Regions from separate parts of the Mus musculus genome. Here regions 2 and 3 are each linked to region 1. The links are chromatin contacts, called in public HiChIP or PLAC-seq maps. All regions are on one chromosome and are shown on one strand. The core of a region is the stretch at or near the end of the contact, and the rest is flanking DNA. Distances in the headings are between cores, read along the strand shown. Region 1 has its middle 400 kb from the start of Gm40298. Region 2 holds the start of 9630001P10Rik (RIKEN cDNA 9630001P10 gene). Region 3 holds the start of Lap3 (leucine aminopeptidase 3).

Region 1 (3,873 bases), core at 824-3,323:
CCTGCCATATCCTTCTATAAAACTGCCAACATTTCTGTGGTCAGGGGTAATGCTTGAGGAATAGAAGTGTCTGCCTTCATGTTCCTGCCTTGAGCTCCTGCCTTGACTTTCTTCCATATATACTGTGACCTGGAGTTGTAAGCCAAATAAACCATTTCCTCCAAATTTGCTTTGGGTCAAGGTGTTTTTATTAGAGCAACAGAAATCAAACAAGAATGGTACCCTACTGACCCCTCCTAGCATCTTCCACTAGAAGCTTATGTTGCCTGTTACCTGAAAGAATTCACAACTCATAGACAAGTCTATAAGATTTCTCCAAAGAAGAAGAATCAATCTTGAGGCTAGAGAAGGTAATTACAAGTGAAGCCATGAGAAAGAAGCAAAGGTGTTTTGGTATTTTTGTTTCATTTTGTTTTTTGTTTGGTTGGTTGGTTGGTTGGTTTTGCCTCAAATGTAGATCGACCCACTGAAAGCAGTGGCCAAATGCTTTGGAAGTTAGTTATATCCATGACATTAGGGAGTGGATACCTGAAACAGCTGCTAGGAAGACAGTTTTCCTATTTGGAGGTAAGCCACTGGAAAGAAATTATAACACCCATGTTCTGCATCTTCAGTCTTACAATGAGAGGGATCTCTTTATCACATAGTGACAAGAGTGGTCATGCTACACAGGTTTCAATTCACCCACAAGGGACTTGAGACTTTTGGAGGCACTGGTGCTATTTCACAAAGGAACAAAGTTTATGTTCTTTTATTTTCTTAGTATGTTTCCCTGGTATATTTTAGACTTGCATATAATCAAACCAAATGCTATATCCTCAGCCACACTGTAAGAAGTACTCTCATCTAAGCAGTGACAGATAATATTAAGTGTAACATATTCTGTAAGGGTTGCCATGGTAAGAGTTGTCTGCTCCCTGCCCCCCATCTTTCCATAAATAACAAAGTGGGAGATTGCAGAAAGCATGTGTAAAGAAATGTCTGGGCTGGGGTAATTACTCAATGTTTTACCATGCATAAGAGTCGCTGGGATTTTAATATATTTGATGTTAAAATCTCTCTCTCTCTCTCTCTCTCTCTCTCTCTCTCTCTCTCTCTCTCTCTCTCTCTCTCCCTCTCCCTCCCCCCCTTCTCTTCTCCCTTCCCCCTCCCCCCCATGTCTAAAGACAGACAGAGAAACATACAAAGACACAAAACATACAGACATTCAGACACAGCCTGTTTGTAACATTATATAATTACACAGTTCCAAACACTAGCAGATATAATTGACTTAATGATGAGGAATCGACGGATGTGTGTGTGTGGGTGGGTGTGTGTGTGTGTGGTGTGTGTGTGTGTGTGTGTGTGTGTGTGTGTGTGTGTGTGTATGTGTTGTGTGTCTGTGTCCACACATACTTGAATTTGATCCATAGCTCACACTTGCTTGTAACTCCCAAGTCTTCCTTAATTACAGGAGACCTAGCAGTCCTCTGATCTTTCCAGCAGTATTTCAAACAGATTTATATTTTCTATTTAGGAAGAAAACACCAACATCACTCCTACATATAATGAAAACTTCTAATGTGTTTTCTCAGAAGTTTTTGCCGGTTCTCTACTTTGAAGTGAACCACTATATGTCACAGAAACATTTCTTTTTCCTTCTCTGAACAGAACAAACTTTCCTTTCAGTTTAGCAAATGTGTACTGAGTTCCTACCCCTCATGTTGGGGGAACATTCTGTGAAACTAGAGGTAAATAAGACATGGTCCTTGTTCTCCATGAGATTTTATGCTTTGGGATCCTTTGAAAAAATACAAGTATTGGCTTTAGAAGGTTATCTTTGCAGGCCTGTAAGAAGCTGTCCTGGGGGTGGGGGGGATAGTGGCTTAAATGTTATGGCTGGCAGCTATTCAGTGGAGCTGATTGATCTGTGAAGCTCAGAGCAGACAGAAGTGGTTATAACTGGCTCTCTTGTCCAAATGTATAAGGGATGGAGGAAGAACCACTCTTTTGCTTAGTTCTTAGTCCTTCCAAGGGTGGGGGTAGCAACTACAGGACTGGGGTCAGAGCAGTCAGAAGAGAGAACAATAACTTTGGCCATAGTTATTCTGTCTTGCCTGCCAGGAGGCTTCTGTTGCCTTTGAAGCAAGAACAGCCCTGGGGTTTTCTCTCAGATCTGTCTTTGCCAACTGGACCCTCTGGGCTCAATGGGCAGTTTTTAGCTGAGCATGTGACACATGTGACACAGCATGTGTGTGTGTATCCTGACACAATATCTATTTGCACTGGATATTGAGCTGAATAAGAGGTCACAGATCTGACCAAGTTCAAGGAAGCATTGTTTTAAAATGTAGCACATGAGATTACTCTCAAGTGATTAAAAAAATTGATTCTTAAAAATTGGTCTCTATGTGAAATCTTTAATAAAAAGTTAAAATGAATAATGCCATGATCAACAAATTAAAGTAAAAGTTTGGTTCATTTAAGGAAAAATATTAAGACTAAAAGACTTAAGATGTACTTGTCAGGGAAAACTAATGCAATCTCAAAACACGGACTCTCAGAGATTTAATTGAAGGGCTGTTTTTAATGCATTTCATATTCCTTTGGCCTCTGTGATAGCTGATCTTGGTTGTCAACTTGAGATATGAGGAAAAGCGAACCTCAGCTGAGGAAATACCTCCCCTCAGATTAGCCTATGGTAACGTCTGTAAGTTATTTTTCGTGACTGCTATGATATAGGTAGGCCCACTCCATTAAGTGCAGTACCACTCCTAGACAGGTGGGCCTGGGGGATGTAAGAAAGGCAGATGTATAGAAGCCTGGAACAAGCCAGCCAACAGATTACCTCCATACTGCCTAGGTTTGACTGAGCTCCTGTCCTGACTTCTCCCACTGGTGAGCAGTGGCATGGATTTGTAAGCTAAATAAGCCCCACCCCCAGTTCCCGTGTTGCTTTGGTTATGTTGATTATCACAGCACCAAAAAGCGAACTAGAATCGCCTCGTCTCTGTTCCTTGTGGGCCCCGAAGCCCAGATGTGTTTAAGTAACAGCTCTACTATCCACTGAGCTTTGACTCCTGCCATTGCATTATCTGAACATGGTGAGACGGCGCAGTGGCAAGCAGCTTGGAGAAGAGTGAGGGTCTAAGAAATTAGGGGGAGCAGAAGCAATGGAGCTTCTGTCTGTTCTTTGTGTGAGTCATAAATGTAATGTTCTGTAGATTCCAACACCATCTTTTCTTTGAAGAGGTCATAAGCAGTTGAGAGACAGTTACACTGGATCTCACAGGTTCTTCCTGTAGTGTTGGAAGACTATTTCCATGCTATTGAGGTAAGATGCATATGTCTTTATCATGCAATTCTTTCTCATGAGGTAAACACCTGCCAATACTATTTACAATCTTCTATCATTCCTTTAAAAGCCTTAGATAAGACCTGTGTCCACAAGCAACCTTGTCAGCCACCGAAAGGATACAGTAGTTCTCCCTCTAGGGAGAATGGTGCTGTCCCTTTCCATATTGGCATACTTTCAACTTCAATAGCATACTTTAAATTGGGCACATAATCTAAGAATAATTTTGAAACCCAACATGTTGATAGTTAAAATATAAAGCAATCGTATTTGATCTCATTAGATTACGCAAAAATATCTACTAAATTTTGTAGTAAAACCTGGACTACTTAGCTCCTAGTAACCTTATAAGATTTAGAAATATTGTGAAGCAAATTCTGTCCACAGACTGGGTTTTTTTTAAACACAGGGCTGTCCTTTGACATTTAGTAAGACAAGGCTGAGATATAAAGTCACATAAAGGAGGGAATTGTTCTTTATTTTTGTCTCAACACAAGGCAAGAGTTTCTGAAACCCTTTTCAGTTTATAGGGTTCA
Region 2 (3,909 bases), core at 704-3,203, 690 kb before region 1:
CCTTTTTCAAAATGACTCTACTAGCTAGAACAGAACCTGCCTAGGGCTTATTGCACCAATATTCAGTATATGAAACTAGTGAGATAGCCCAGTGGTTAAGAATATTTGCTGCTGTTACAGAGGATCTGAGTTTGATTTTCAGCAACCACATTGGGTGGCTCATAGTCACTTGTAACTCCAGCTTCCTGAAAGCCCACATCTTCTTCTGGCTTCCATAGGCACCCACCAATGGGGTATATGTACAGACACACACGTACACAAAAATAAAAGTGATGTTCAATCTTTTAAATAGAGCAGGCACCCCATAGATCATCACTATCACAAGTCAAGGATAATTCTTTCATAATTTTCCCCTTCTTTCTGCACACACTGCCGTGCCCTGCTTTGTTTCCACTTTCATAGGACTCATAACTTGAAGTATCACACATAGCTCTTGTTGTGTGCTTTTAATTGCTCTTGCTATTTCAAATCTTGCTTCTCTTCCAACAAACAAACCAACAAACAACAAAAACTTTAGCTTTTTGAAGACAAGGAAGGTGTCGGATCCTATAATTGCTTTTTCAGATACGAAAATCATTTTTATATAAGAAACTTAAGTAAGTTTTTGATCGGCGCTATTAGACACCTTTGGGTTAGATATCGTGGCACGACTGTCTGGAGACAGGCTCTTGTGCAAAGAATATGAAGAGGCCAATGGGAGGTCAGGAGAAGAAAGCGAGTGCTGTTCTGTTTCACCCTATGTTGGATTCCAGTGTGGTAAGGATGCTCATCCATCCTTCAGAAAAGCAGGTATGGAAAGTAAGAGGAAGATGTTTAGGAAAGAAATCAGAATATGTCATTCATTATACTCTGGGACAAACGCTGGAGCTAGTCTTTACTAGTAGGCATTGTGCTAGGAGTTTGAGACCAAATGGAAAATACCAAGTAAACAATTTAAACTACTCAAACCCTGCAGGAAAGACATCTCTACAGATATGTGGAGGGAATCTGTGCGGAGTTGTTCCTAACCGGGAAATTGCCAGGGATTAACAACCTGCATTGGCAACATCTCAAGTATACATACTGGATATATTCAACCAAGATCCTGAGATGAAGTAGGGATATGGGCTGGCTGACCTCCCAAGGTCTTTTCCATTACCACAAGCATACACAGCATCCTACCCTTTCCCATTTATGATCCAACACATGCCTGTAGTCAGTTTGACAGTAAGTCCCCTGGGCTTCCTTCCAGGTTTAGTACGATGCCACGAAAGACTGCTAGCACTCAACAAATGATTCAAATATTTGTTGAATGAAGGAATTAATGAATCGTGTTTAAATAGGTCTCACATGATCTCCCCAGATATAGAGAATAAAATCACAACATTCCAGGCATGATGGTTTGAAGGTTTGAACAGGGCTGGCAAGGGAACATGATCTCTCTCTCTCTCTCTCTCTCTCTCTCTCTCTCTCTCTCTCTCTCTCTCTCTCTCTCTCTCACACACACACACACACACACACACACACACACACCCTCTAGCCTTGGGAAAGCACAGCCCACCTGCTAAGCAAGCAGGCTGCGGGAGTTTCCTTGGCAAAGAATCCTGTCTGCTGCTTCCAAATGCAGTCTCCAGAAGGTCACTTCACTCAGATACAGAACAGCTTCCTTTGGTCTCTGTGACAAAGTTTGTGGGGATTCAGTGCGGTCCTCCCCTGGGGTGCTTCTACACTCCCACCCCTACTCTGGGTGCCTGTGGCACACAGCTGGTCTGCCCGCAGCACCCCGCCTTACCTTAGTGAGCTGAGCGATCTTCTTGCACATTTTCACGTGCATCTCCGGATCACAGTCCATTCTCCAGCCCGAGCCACCGCGGGCGTCGGCTTTGGAGCTCGCGCAGGTTCCTGGCGGGTGAATTTTGCTGTTGAGGGCAGATGCCATCGCTTTAAGGAGCCCTGCACTGAAATGCTCTGACTCGCGCGCTCTCACCGCTGGCCGTGTGCACGTGCGTTCGAGCACGGGCGTGAGAGCTTTCTCCAGAGAGGTGGCACTGCAGTCCTGCCAGCACAGCCGCGTGGCTCTCTTTCCGGAGGTGTCTCCTTCCCGGGCCCACTCGCGCACCACCTTCCTCTGCTCGTGCTCGTTCGCGAGCTAGCTGGCTCACGGGCACCCGCACCATGCAGCGTAGCGCTGGCGCCTTGCACGTGAGGTTTACCATCTGCGGATGCTTCCGAGAGGGTGCGGGCTATACCTGCAAGAGGACAGCTTCTGAGGGGTGTTGGGGGACAGGAGGTGGGGGCGGTGCCCTGGGCAGGGTTTTTTTTTTTTTTTTTTCCCTTCCCTCTCCTTGGCCAACTGGGTGGCTTGGAGCTTCCAACTCCACTGTGAGCGATCCAGCCCGAGGTGGATAGCTCAGGCCAAGAGGAAGAAATGCTGGCTTTAGTCCCTAGCAGATCGGCAAATCAGAATGAAAATATTAGAAAATCCTGTAGTAGTAGATGGGACAGATGAGAGAGCGGGTCTTATTCCTGCAGCCCTGATGCTTAGAGCGAGGGTGAAGAGAGGAGGCGGGATGCTGAAGGGCAGAAGTGGGGATGAGGGAGCTAACCACTCCGATTCTAGGAGGTTGAGATCTGGAGCTCAAAGTGGGAATAGAGCTGGAACCTCAGAACTACACGGTGGGACTGAATTGGAAGCCCCCCTTCCTGACCTTGGATAGGACCTGCTCAGTGATGCTAGAGATCTCCCCACATCGTCCACTCAAAGGTCACTAGTGACCGAAACTTGGGGGTGGGTTGGGGGCGGGGCATCGCCAGATTTCGGTCTCAGAGTAGGGAAAGAGGTAGCGACAAGGAAAAAAAGTCCTGCAAGAGCTAGAAAGGGTGGTAGTGGGAAAGGAAGTTACAAGGGGCACCAGATGGGTCTGGAAAGTCAAGCCTACCCAGTTAAAGCAAAGGAGCTCATCTAACCTGTGCCATTACCTCAGACAGACCCGAGGCTGAACCTTGTTGCGTTTTGAAGTTGTTGCCCCTTAGACTGGGAAAGCAGGTAGGTAGAGAACCAAAATCGTTTCTGGCTTTTTTTTTTGGTTTTGAACAATGGACTTTGAGAAACAAGACAGAATCCTGGTCAGATTTTTCTGAAGTGGCAATAGTGTCATTATTATGATTTTGCCTGGCTAATATATTTTATTTTATAAACTTCTCGCCCTCCAATAACAATACTCATTTTATAGGTGGGAAAAATTAACTATTTGATCAGGTGATTACAAACGGCAGTTGGGTGTGAAATGGGGACAGTGATACCACAACTGTGAACCCCTGTCTACCTCCCAGGCATTACAGAGCACCCAGAGGAGCAACCAAGAGAACCTTAGGCTTATCCCACAACTCCGTGGGACAAAAATCTTTGGTGATCAGGGTCACAGGAGTCCATGTATTAAATACAGGCTTCCTATTTATTTCCAAATTTTATAGAATGCTATTTTTAGTATATAAATAATATCATTTTTACAGAAATTCAACCACTGTGCAAATGAGAAGAAAATTAGCCTTCATGGAATGAGAATACTGAACCAAAAAAATATTCACTAATTTGGATTATCACATCAGTGGCCCTGTGACTCTTGGTATTTGAGAGTGAACACACACTTGCCACATTGGTGGCAAGTCTCCTAACGTGCAAGCACCCGAATACTACATCATCATCAAGTTACTCAATTTATATACTAAAAGGCATACTATTTAATTTCATTTCATCCCTTTCATTTCTTCCTTGCATTAATATCAAGAAATTAGACAATTTTTTAAAATGTGTGTTGGGACTAGGTATGGTGGTGAACTCCTGAAATCCAAGCCCTCTGAGACAGGAGCGGAGTTTCTCAATCTTCTCTCCCGAAGGAACAACAAAAACAGATCACCTTGTCACAAAAT
Region 3 (4,277 bases), core at 87-2,586, 840 kb before region 1:
CCCTAGATATGGACTAGATGCTAGATTTTGGCATGAATACACAGAAGTGAAAGCCACGTCCTACACACACACACATACACACACACACACACACACACACACACACACACACGAGCAGGATACAGGTGATTAGCAATTTGAGACAGGTTGCTTTGGGAGTAGGAGACATAAAACCCACAGTGGGATGGTCTGGAGGCATTTCTTGTGGAAGAAATGTCCTTAAACAAAATAAAAAAGGCAGAAGGAACTTGATCTTATTACGTTAGTAACCTTTTTATCACCAGGACAAAACTTTCTGAAGCTGTCAAATTAAAAAGAGGAAAGACTTTAGTTCCTAGCTCCAGAGGTTCCCGTGGTCATTCAGTGCACGGGTTTAGGGCCAGCATAGCAATTATGCTGAACACATACGATGGGATGCCTCTTCATCTGTGGTGAATCAGAGACAGGCAGCCGGGTCCTGGGATCACAGCATTTTCCTTGAAACCTCCCAACTTCTTTCTACTAGGTCCCATGTTCTACGTGTTCCACCTCCTCCCTGCAGCACCACGAGCTGCTGACCAAGAGCTGCTGACCAAAGCTTTAAAATATGAGCCTTGTCAGTAGTGAGGGTGGGCTACTAATGGGGACAATCATGGCCCATATCCGGATGTCTACATAAGACACTCTTCAAAACAGTTTTTGTAATCACTGTACTTCTTGCCCTTATTGGATAATGAAGGATGGCAGATATGCTACATTAAAGTATGCCACTTGAGCATCAATATTTTGCACCTAAAAGGCACTTGAATAGAACTAAATGCAAGAAGAGCCATCTTTGGGTCTCCCAAACCCCAAAGCAGAACGTCAAACCACCATGTAAACTACTGCTACCCCAAATACTTTTACCCGAGGTGAGGCGTTAAGGAAGCTAGAAATCTGCCCAAATGAACCTTATTTAGCTAATTATTACATTCTTTTTGTTTTCCTTTATGCTTAGTTACTTTTTCATAACTATTTACTATTCAATATAAGCACTTGGACCTGATCACTTTCAGGATCCTCATTTTCCTGTAAGGGCTTCCATGTATACACAAACTTGTTAAATAAAATTGACATACTTCTGTTAAACTGCCTTAAACCAAATTCTCAGGCTTCCCACGCGAGCACGAGCAAGCCGACACGCCCCTGAGCCCGCAGAAACCACGCCCACGACGCCGGCCCGCAAGAACAGAAGCCCCGCCCCCAAGGGCCTGCCGCCCTTCCCTAAGGCTCAGTAGCGGGTCTCCGCCCAGTTGCCGACGGCCCCGCCCCCAAGGCCCCGCACAGGTCCGGCTTTCCAAGCGCGCGTCCGGCGACCCCGGAGGTCCCGCCTCCAGGCGCGCGCCCTGCCACGCGCCACGTGCTCCTTCTCTGGAGGGCGGCGCCGAGGGCCGAGCCGAGAAGATGTACTTGCTGCCCCTTCCGGCTGCCGCGCGAGTCGCGCTCCGCCGCCTGGGAGTGAGAGGTCTCTGGGATCGGGGTCTGTCCACCGCAGACATGACGAAGGTGAGTGGAGGCGGCTCGCTCTCGGGCGGCCGCGCGAGCCCTGGCGGCGGGCAGCAGGGTGACCCGGCGTATCCAGGCCGCGATGTGTCGGACGGACGCATCAAGTTGCAGAAATGAGCTGAACAGAAAAGTTCCCTGGGTTTGCAGGACACCAGCCTGGGCCCGGCTTGCGACGAGGGCGGCCGATGCTGTTTGCCGAGGGCGCGTCCTTTCTTCCTAACTGGACAGTGCTGGGTTCTGAAGGCTGAGCAGAACCGCTCACTCCACCTAACCAGTGTTTACTGACTCCTCTAACTGAGCTCTGAAAAATTACACGCGCCTAGTTCGCCAATTCTTTTAGTTCTCACAGAGACCCTAGAAAGGACGACGGTAGGATTGTCCCAAAGCCTGCTACGCTTCCAGAGTAGCCAGTCACAGGGCCTGGACCCCTCCCCCCGCTGAAGTGAAGTGGAAGGCCCTGGGGGAGGAAACTGCTGGATTGGGTTTCTGTCCTTTTAGGGGAAAGGGTTTTATTGAGAGAGGTCATCTTGAAATTGGAAGAGGGTCTTCTCCATAGTCTGAGAAATTATGAAGGACCCTCAGATGGGAAAAGTCTGGAAGGGCTCATTGGAGTACTTCCAGGTCATACTTCCAGGACCTGGTGAGGGAGGAATGTTCCAGATGGAGCTTTGAACTCAGGTCGCCTGCAGTTATCACAGATAGCAGAGGAGTTAGGCAGACACCTTTCCAGCCCTGGCCGGTAACATTGGATTGTCCCAGGTTGGTCTCATGGAACCCCAGAATGAACAATCTTGGGAAAGTTAGAACCTAGCACTTACCATTGCTAAGGACGCCTGTTTTCTTCAGTGGAAAGATGGGTCCGGAGTACCTGGGGTGTTTTTTGGAAAGGGCCCTGACCAGAAAGAAGGCATGTGCACTGTCAAAGTTTAACTACGCAGGAGCTCCAGTGTCAGGGACTAGGTTTCCTTATCTGGCAAATGAGAGAAAAGTACTCCTTGAAGTGGCCGTAAGGGAGGCAGTATTTTAAAAGTCGTAAATTGCCTTGTGAAGTCAAATGATGAGCAGTGGTTTTACATCCTTATTTCAGGTGTTTGGGGCGGGGAGCGTGTGACAGAAATGTGGAGCCACACCATTAAGTGCTTGGCAGAAGGCCCTGCTTCTTCTGCCCTCTCTGCAAAGTCACACACTTTCCCTGATTGACAGGGTACTAAACAATGTGGACATCCCTGATCTGAAATTTGAAGCACTCCAAAAACTGAGTGTTCACTCACTTCTGAATGTCTGTAGGAAGTCCTGCAGCTAACCCTTGAGTGGACAGAGTCAAAACACAAGTATTTTAAACGACCGAACCCTGAGACAGTAGATCTGAAACAAGTGATTTTCAGGTTTAGGGTTGGCCCAAGATGTCTCACATAACCCAGTTCCAGTCTTGCCCTGGTAGGGATTTTAGCTGCTGCGGTGGAGGCTGCTGCTCTGCTCTTGGCCTCTGCGGAAAAAGACAGTTTTAATGGGATTGCTTGCCCCTTCTGCATCTGGACAGCCAATGCTTTCTGGGGGATCTACTCTGATTGTATTTATCTTTCTTGATTTTTTTTTTTTTTCAGGGCCTTGTTTTAGGAATTTATGCCAAAGACAAAGATGATGACCTGCCACAATTTACAAGTGCGGGAGAGAGTTTTAATAAGTTGGTGTCTGGAAAGCTGAGGGAAATGTTGAACATGTAAGTGTTACTATAATTGGGGTTCCTTTTTGTTTGTGTGTGTATTTTGCATTGTGAGACAGGGTCTCTGCTGTGTAGCTCTGGCTGTCCTGGAACTATGTAGATCAGGCTGGCCGGCTTCAAACTCATAGACATCCACCTGCCTCATTCCCTGGAGTTCTGGATTTAAATGTATTTGCCATAAAACAGGGCGGGGTTGTAGTTCTTAAAGGCCCCAAGATTTAAAGAGAGTATTCTCCTTGTATCAGGTAAACTTAATGGAACCCTGACCAGCAGGTTCTCTGGAAATGAAAGTATGTTCTTGAAGAAGCTGGGCAGTTGTTTGAGTGTGGGTGGGTCTGCAGTTCTGGGAAGTCATGTGGTTTCTAGCCAGTCACAAACCTATTGTGAAGGATTGACGCGGATCCAGAAAGGAATAGATTTCCTCAGCCCACTCCCAAGGCTCAGGTTCACAACTCCTACTCTCCTGTCTGGCACCAGCCTCTAAATGCACTTTAACTGAGTAATTTAAAAACAGCCTAAGGTCCTGCCCTTTTATTTCATGGCTGGACTTTGAAGGCTTTTCAAATGTTAAAGTAAAGTGTGGGTGGGTCATCTGATTAGCAAGTGTACAGCCTGAAATTCAGTCAATCTGGAGATGGCCTGAGATCTGACCTCTCTCTCCTAGATTAGCAAGGTCCTAGAGGAAGTAGGAAGACTTTAATCTGCTAACCACATTTGGCAGAAATAGAGAGAGCAGCATAAGCCCCTTTAACGACCTGTCACTCAGGTAACAGACTGTATGTTAGAGGGTCCCAGGCATCACCTGATAGCTATAGCAATTCTATCTGATACATTGTAAGTACACTGTAGGACTTGTACCTCCTCTTGCTTGCTAGTTCTTTACTAGTACACAGCCTTCACTAGGACCTAAATCTTTAACCCAGAAGCTAACCTGTTAAGAGTCCAGAGTGCAGAGGCCTCCCTGCAGGGTTACTGTGGGGCCTCAGCCTCTGTGTTCCTGGTCTCTGGCTTCAGTAGAATACCTCTTTTA

What was found. HiChIP or PLAC-seq counts read pairs in DNA pulled down with a chosen protein or histone mark.
Region 2: a contact with region 1 is called in an H3K4me3 HiChIP or PLAC-seq map of neural tube, with 6 times the contacts expected there. The contact joins the promoter of 9630001P10Rik here to the enhancer-like site in region 1. A contact is called at or near these places in 9 of 39 promoter capture datasets (the C10 cell line, cranial neural crest, embryonic stem cells and 5 more), 4 of 115 datasets of contacts at active chromatin or transcription factors (embryonic forebrain, forebrain, neural tube and 1 more) and 2 of 9 other capture datasets (adipose tissue and liver).
Region 3: an H3K4me3 HiChIP or PLAC-seq map of neural tube shows a contact between it and region 1, with 5 times the contacts expected there. The contact joins the promoter of Lap3 here to the enhancer-like site in region 1. A contact is called at or near these places in 19 of 39 promoter capture datasets (the 3T3-L1 cell line, 3T3-L1-derived adipocytes, the C10 cell line and 13 more), 1 of 484 Hi-C or Micro-C datasets (bone marrow-derived DN2 thymocytes), 10 of 115 datasets of contacts at active chromatin or transcription factors (astrocytes, bone marrow-derived macrophages, differentiating embryonic stem cells and 7 more) and 2 of 9 other capture datasets (embryonic stem cells and liver).

Annotation. Positions count from the first base shown.
Region 1 is chr5:46,330,183-46,334,055 of GRCm38.p6, forward strand. No RefSeq gene overlaps it. Among named protein-coding and RNA genes, the nearest start is that of Gm40298, 400 kb to the left of the region's middle. Within about 2 kb of position 2,074, at least 1 of the 459 cell types and tissues checked has an H3K27ac peak or open chromatin away from gene starts, as enhancers often do. A contact at or near this core is called in neural tube, where this site is marked.
Region 2 is chr5:45,637,322-45,641,230 of GRCm38.p6, forward strand. 9630001P10Rik (RIKEN cDNA 9630001P10 gene) reads left to right here and starts at 1,954. Exons shown (of 4, transcript NR_102378.1): 1 at 1,954-2,215; 2 at 2,968-3,025. Fam184b (family with sequence similarity 184, member B) reads right to left here and starts at 2,180. Exons shown (of 16, transcript NM_021416.3): 1 at 1,772-2,180. The coding sequence starts at 1,918.
Region 3 is chr5:45,492,038-45,496,314 of GRCm38.p6, forward strand. Lap3 (leucine aminopeptidase 3) reads left to right here and starts at 1,337. Exons shown (of 13, transcript NM_024434.6): 1 at 1,337-1,524; 2 at 3,129-3,244. The coding sequence starts at 1,423.